Regions from separate parts of the Rattus norvegicus genome. Here region 2 is linked to region 1. The links are chromatin contacts, called in public Hi-C maps. All regions are on one chromosome and are shown on one strand. The core of a region is the stretch at or near the end of the contact, and the rest is flanking DNA. Distances in the headings are between cores, read along the strand shown.

What was found. Hi-C and Micro-C count contacts between places; a contact is called where the count stands out from the background.
Region 2: a contact with region 1 is called in a Hi-C map of liver, with 2.1 times the contacts expected there. The contact joins the enhancer-like site here to the promoter of Kcnc3 in region 1. A contact is called at or near these places in 6 of 12 Hi-C or Micro-C datasets (the A7r5 cell line, Schwann cells, frontal cortex and 3 more).

What each region holds. Positions count from the first base shown.
Region 1 is chr1:104,216,000-104,219,247 of GRCr8, forward strand. It overlaps Kcnc3 (potassium voltage-gated channel subfamily C member 3), which reads left to right and starts at 1,473. Exons shown (of 4, transcript NM_053997.5): 1 at 1,473-2,568. The coding sequence starts at 1,696.
Region 2 is chr1:104,321,932-104,325,290 of GRCr8, forward strand. No RefSeq gene overlaps it. Among named protein-coding and RNA genes, the nearest start is that of Izumo2, 9.3 kb to the right of the region's middle. Within about 2 kb of position 1,415, at least 13 of the 93 cell types and tissues checked have an H3K27ac peak or open chromatin away from gene starts, as enhancers often do. A contact at or near this core is called in the A7r5 cell line, where this site is marked.

The DNA.
Region 1 (3,248 bases), core at 223-2,722:
CAACGGAGAAAGGTGACAGACACATTAGCGGGAACGGGACTGGAGATGGGAATACGAACCCGTGTAGAGCCTGCAGAGGAAGGCAAGGAGCCAGCGACCGCCGCAGCCCGTGACCCGCCCTCTTCGTTCCCGCAGGCGCCTCCTCTTGCTGCAGCCCTTGCTGCGGCCACTGCACTCGCGCACTGCCGGCCCTGCGCCTAGGACCGCCTAGAGGGCGGGGCCTGCCCGCTCCGAGGTGTGAGGTGTCTTCTCTGGCTTCACTTTTCCCTCCATAACCCCACCCCTTCCCAATGGTCCCATCTGACCTCGTAGGTGAGAAGCAGTTGCCCATGCTCCCGGTGGCGTTCTTCTCTGCATGCCTGGTACCCACTCCTTTACCCATCTCCTGCCTCCGCCCCCCCCCCCCCCGTCTGCAATCTTTGTTGTCTAGGCCTCATCCCCTTTCTTCTAACATCTGGAAACTTTTACCCCTCCCCTAAGATCTGATGGACCATCCTGCTGGGTCTCTGACAACGAACCCCTGTGCTCTTCCCCTAACAGGTGTCTCATTTCCCAAACTCTGTCCCACCAGCCTAGAAGCTTCTGGCGCTCTAAATGTTCATTTTTAGCGCCCCACTTGGCCATCGACTTACTAGTCACATCTTTCCCTGCATTATTGTTTTCCTATAAGATATAGACCCTGCCTGCCCATCTGTCTGTGTCTCTTCCTATTCATCCTCTTCGCCCAGGTCCAGCCCCATCTAACGAAGTCCAAGTTTGAATAGTTAGTTGAGCATCTGTCATTTCAGCTATTTGGGATGCTAAGGCTGAAGCAGGAGGATAGCAAACCTAAAGGCCTCCCTGAACTCCACAACTTGCAGCCTCGGTCCCTCCCTAGCTTTCATCCAGAAATTCCCAAAACCTCTCCTTCCATCTCTTACCATAGCGTCCCAGTATCTCCCCTTCGACTGTCTTCTGTCAGTTTTTTTATTTAATCAAGTTCCAACTCCACCTCCAGTTCCATAGTACCGCCCCCACCCCAGGTAAGACCCTCCCCCTCATTGTCCCGACCCAATAAGGACTGTTGATAATTTCTTGGGCTCGCTGCATCCAATCACTTCTACTTTCCTATTCATTTGCCTTTTCAGTGCAGGTCCTGCCTGCTGGAGCTATAGGCGAGTCACCAATTTGTTTTCTTTTTGCCAGCTTCTCTTGCTGTGATTCCTCCCCCGCCCCTCACCCCCCCCCCCAAAAAAAAGACTTGATAGGCCTTTTTTTTTTTTTTTTTTTTTTTGAGGCAGAGTCTCACACAGCCCAGGCTGGCCTCTATCTCCCGTTGTAGCATGACCTTGAACGCCTGATCCCCCTGCCTCCACCGCACCTGGTTCTTTCCCATACCTGGCTCTGAGGTCTCCATTTTCGCTGTGCTGCTGAGTTAGGCATTTTTAGGGTCCCCTTGACGCCCCGCCCTCTCCTAGGTAGAATCCAATCCTAAGCTTTTTGTGCAATCCCACCTCCTCTAGCTAGGCTTGGTTAGAGTCTGCCTAGCCGTGGCCCCGCCCACTCCATCAGTCCAATCAGCTCGTGTTCTCCCTCCACCTGCCCAATCACTCCCTCCCCATCCATTCATCGCCTCCTCCTGCCCAATCACATCTGCTTCTCTACCAAGGCTCCGCCCCCAAGACCCTGCCCCCCTCAGCCCCGCCTCCCTGTCCAATGCTCAGCTCAGTGTGCGTCTGGTCGTTCAGCGGGCGCCAGGGGACCCGCAAGCAGCATTCTCAGCCGGCGCCAACGCCGCAGCCGCCTGAGTCCTCACCGCCGCCTCTGCTACCGCCGCCGCAGCAGCAGTGCGCTCAGCCCGGCACCGCCGCCTCCCCGGCGGGTGCCCCGCTTTCCTGTGGGCCTGGGGGCCGGCGCGCCGAGCCATGCTCCGGGCTGCCGGCGGTGGCCATGGGGCGGCACGGCGGCGGCGGCGGCGACAGCGGTAAGATCGTGATCAACGTGGGCGGCGTGCGCCATGAGACGTACCGCTCCACGTTGCGCACCCTACCGGGGACCCGGCTGGCCGGGCTGACCGAGCCCGAGGCGGCCGCGCGCTTTGACTACGACCCGGGCACGGACGAGTTCTTCTTTGACCGTCACCCGGGCGTCTTCGCCTACGTGCTCAACTACTACCGCACCGGCAAGCTGCACTGCCCGGCCGACGTGTGCGGGCCGCTCTTCGAGGAGGAGCTGGGCTTCTGGGGCATAGACGAGACGGACGTGGAGGCCTGCTGCTGGATGACCTACCGCCAGCACCGTGATGCCGAAGAGGCACTGGACTCCTTCGAGGCTCCGGACTCCTCGGGCAACGCCAACGCCAACGCCGGAGGCGCCCATGATGCGGGCCTGGACGACGAGGCGGGCGCAGGAGGTGGCGGCCTGGACGGGGCAGGCGGCGAGCTCAAGCGTCTGTGTTTTCAGGACGCGGGCGGAGGTGCCGGAGGACCTGCCGGAGGCCCGGGCGGCGCGGGCGGCACGTGGTGGAGGCGCTGGCAGCCCCGCGTGTGGGCGCTTTTTGAGGACCCCTACTCGTCGCGGGCCGCCAGGGTGAGCGCGCTCTCCGAGCACTCCTAATTATCCCAACCGCTCTGTTTCCGGAGCACTCCAACCCAGTGTCTGTTCCTCCACCTCCCGAGCTCCTCATTTCTCAGGAAGCCCTTCCTCCTTGCAGCTGGAGTTCCCTGCAAACACACCCCTCTCTTTAGGCCACACTTCCAAGGACACCTCCCGAAACTTCAGCGTCTCTGGGACCTTCTAAACCCCAACTTACTGCTCCAAGTCATCATAGATCCTGGAGAACGGCTTCCTGGCCGAAAATCTGGAATTTTCTGACAGTCCCACCCCGCCTTTCCCACACACCTTCTGAGACCTTTGGCAGGCCTCCAGAATGTTCTCTGCCTCTCCAAAACTCCTCACTGTCCCTTGAACACTCCAAAGCCATTCACTTATTCCCGATCCTCAGTGTCCCAGACCCCACCCCCTCCAGACCCACTGAAGTTCCTTCTCCATCTCTCCCTCCTTGGGGCCCTCTCTCATTCTCCCTGGGCCCAACTCCTAGATCTGTTTTTCTGTCTAACTTTGGGCCTCCTGACTGTTTGTGGTCTTCTGCTCTTAGCTCTCAAAGTTCTAGAAGATCCCCGGCCCCAAAGAACCCTCAGAGCCTTCTGAACCTCCAAACTACTGGTCCTAATCAGCACATTTTCCCCACGTCCTAGCTGAGTGTGTGT
Region 2 (3,359 bases), core at 165-2,664, 110 kb after region 1:
AAGCTCAGGGTCTTGTTCACTCTGTCTGCGCACAGGCAATGGTTGCTGGGAGGGGAGAGACTTTTTCCTCAGTGGTGCAGCCACCACAGGGTGCCCATGGGCCTTTAATTAACCCCTCACCCACGCTCCTAGAAGACTTAGACTCTTTAGGTCTCCAGGAAATAACAAGGACATGAAAGTAATGGCGGCCTCTCTGGGAGAGGAAGAGGGTCAGAGGAGCTCGAGGAGGACAAGAGAGGGAAATGAGGGGGAGCACGGTCACAGTACACAGCATACATGAGAGGAGATGTCATCATGAAACCCAGGGTTACGTATGAATGATGTGTGCTAATAAAAAGTCTTGTCAATTGGGGCCGGAGAGATGGCTCAGTGGTTAAGAGCACTGACTGCTCTTCCAGAGGTCCTGAGTCCAAATCCCAGCAACCACACGATGGCTCACAACCATAAGGCCAGCCTGGTCTACAGAATGAGCTCCATCCAGGCCAGACAGGGATTCATAGTGAAATGCTGATTCAAAAAGAAAGAGAGAGAGAGAGAGAGAGAGAGAGAGAGAGAGAGAGAGAGAGAGGAAGAAAGGAAGGAAGAGGGAGAAAGAGAGAGAGAAAGAGGAAGAGAGGGAGAAAGAGAGAGAAAGAGGAAGAAAGAAAGAAAGAAAGAAAGAAAGAAAGAAAGAAAAGAGAAACAAAATGACAGCCGTGAAAAGATGCCCGACCCCAAACCCAACAGAGTGGGTCTGTCCTTGGGAACCCCATGATGGAGGGAGAGACCAACTCCTACAAGTTGTCCTCTGACCTTCACAGACATAATTTGGCATGCATATAAAAGAAAGAGGGAGGGACGGAGGGAGGTTGGGGTGTGTAGGTTGTAGCACAAATGTAAAAATCAATTCAGGGCCCTGCAACCCTCATATAAATTGGATGCAGTGGGGGTGCTCACATCTGTAATCTCAGGGTGGCTCTCCTGGGAGTAGCGGGGTGGAGACAAGCAACTCCCTGTAGCTTACAAGCCAGCCAGCCTGGCATAAGCAGAAGTAAGCAAGAGACAAGGAAGTCCGTGGCCGATACCCAAGATCCAGCTCTGATCTACACTAACAGGCTATGGTACTAGGCCTAGACGAGGGGCTGGGATTGGCTTGATGGGAGAGGTTGAGCGTTCTGGGTTCCCTCCTCAGCTCCTCGGTAAGTAAACAAACAAGTCCTGTTCCTTGCATCCCTGAAGCTCTCCTGCTTATGTTTCAGCTCCCAGAGTGCGCGCTGGCCTTTACAAACCTCGCAGATTCTTGGCCACTGAATGCTGAGTCATAGAATACCTTGTGGGCTGGCGGAATGAAGGCCAGCTTTTCCATACTCCATCCACACAGCGGTCTTTTCCCCCGTTCATCGCTTTGGAGGTGAATGGATGAAGTCGGTCTCCCTGGGACCCAGCTTAGAGACAGTGGCAGGTGCAGGGTCAGGGCAACATGACACTAAAGGCATTTGGTTGGTGATGTGAGGCAGGCAGGAAGGAATGTGGGACGGTTAGAGGAACTTGGCCTGCAGCCCAGCCAGGAGAGAGGGTTACAGCAGAAGGCCTGGTGCCAGGCAACTGTATTCCACCATCGCTCGGGTCCACCTTGTGTTGGTGCCAAACACTGGTCTTTAGGAAGCACAGAAAGCCCTTGCGTGGATGGGTGCTATCAATATGGGCGTGGCCATGTTAAGGACCCCAGAGCCTCACACCAGGAACAAATGGCAAAGCCTTCCCCAGACCCTGGGTGAGGCTCAGAGGGAAACCGCAGATCCTTCCCTAGGGAGATTGGATGCCAGTGTTGATAGTGTGTGCAGAACGTGTCTACCATAGCTTTATTTCCTTCGGTATTTACAGCCTGCAGACTGTGCCCCACGGAGACCGCTCCTACTCAGATGAGGCAAACCTGACCCCTGGCCCAGCTGTGTGCAATAACCCCGCCCCCATGTTCTACTCTTTATAATAAACAGGGTGTGCTTCTGGGGCATCCGAGGTCATCTTTGGCTACAAAGACAGTTCTAGGTTAGCCTAGGCTACAAGACTCTGTCTTAACAACAACAATAACAACAACAACAACAAGAAGACAGGTGGAGACAGGAGGAAGCACTTTGAAGGCTGAAGTAAGAGGACGGTCACGAGTTTCAGGGCAATCAGGCTACAGAAGAAGACCCTGTGTCAACAGAAAAGGGAGGAAGAGAAGGGAAGGAACTGTGCGGGAGGATCATGAAGGGGGACTCGGCAAATTAATGTGAAGTGTGCATGCAAGTATCACAGTGCAACCCATTTTCCCCCCTAGTAACTGAAAAATAAAACAAAAGCCAGCACACGCTTTTAATCCCAGCACTCAGGAGGCAGAGACAGGCAGATCTCTGAGTTTGAGGCCACCCTGATCTACAAAGTGAGTTCCAGGACAGTCAGAGTTACCCAGAGAAACCCTGTCTCAAAAGAAAAAAATAGAGAAATAAACCCCCAAAACAACTGTGTGCATCAACTGTGCGCATGTCCTGCCACGGTGCCCAGGAGTCATGGCTCTCCCTCAGGGGCACAGGGGCGGTCAGTCACACAGGAGCCTCCTGTCTCACCTGCAGGCAGCAGCCTGTATGGCCATCCTTGGCAGGTTCCCTGAGTGAAACTGCCTGACATGCTCAGCCAGGAGGCAGAGGTCCTCGTGCTCACAGATAAGCACAGAAGATCAAGGAATGAGAAGCACAGGGCCGTCCCTTTGAAGGGAGGATACTTAACCCTTCTTCACCCAGAGGCTGGGGATGGACACGGTTAACAGCCTGCTGACCTCCGCACTATCCGTGTGGGCTGAGACCATACGGGATCCTTCCCAGACCCTTACGTGAGCTTGTTTTCCCCGTTAATCTGTAGAATATCTTTATGGAAGGTGTCATATGCACTTTACTGCGGCCCCGGACTACTCGTCACCTGACTCTACCTGCCCTCATGGCTTGGAGGTGAGGTGGCGCGGAGTCAACGGACACAGGACACAGGCTGTGGGAGGAGAGAAACGCAGCAGCGAGCTCACCTGAGCACTGCTGCAAGCTCCTTTAATGCCCTTCACCCACATCCCACTGGTCCCAAGAAAGCGTCTCTTCTAAACAGCAGTTCCCGATTGGCTGGCATCGTCTGCGTCAGCAATCCTTGTTCTCTCAGGCAGTCCTCAATTAGGTCCTCCTGCAGGAGATGCTTTTGTGGCTGCAAGGCCCCCGGCATTTACATAGGGGTTGCCCCTACAGTTCTTGATATATTCACAAAAGGGTTTTGATGTAGTCATGCCCTAAGCTTTATTGTGCACACGTGATGGAGTTATCACCAGGAAAACTTTCACTAAATTTTTATGTGTTTAA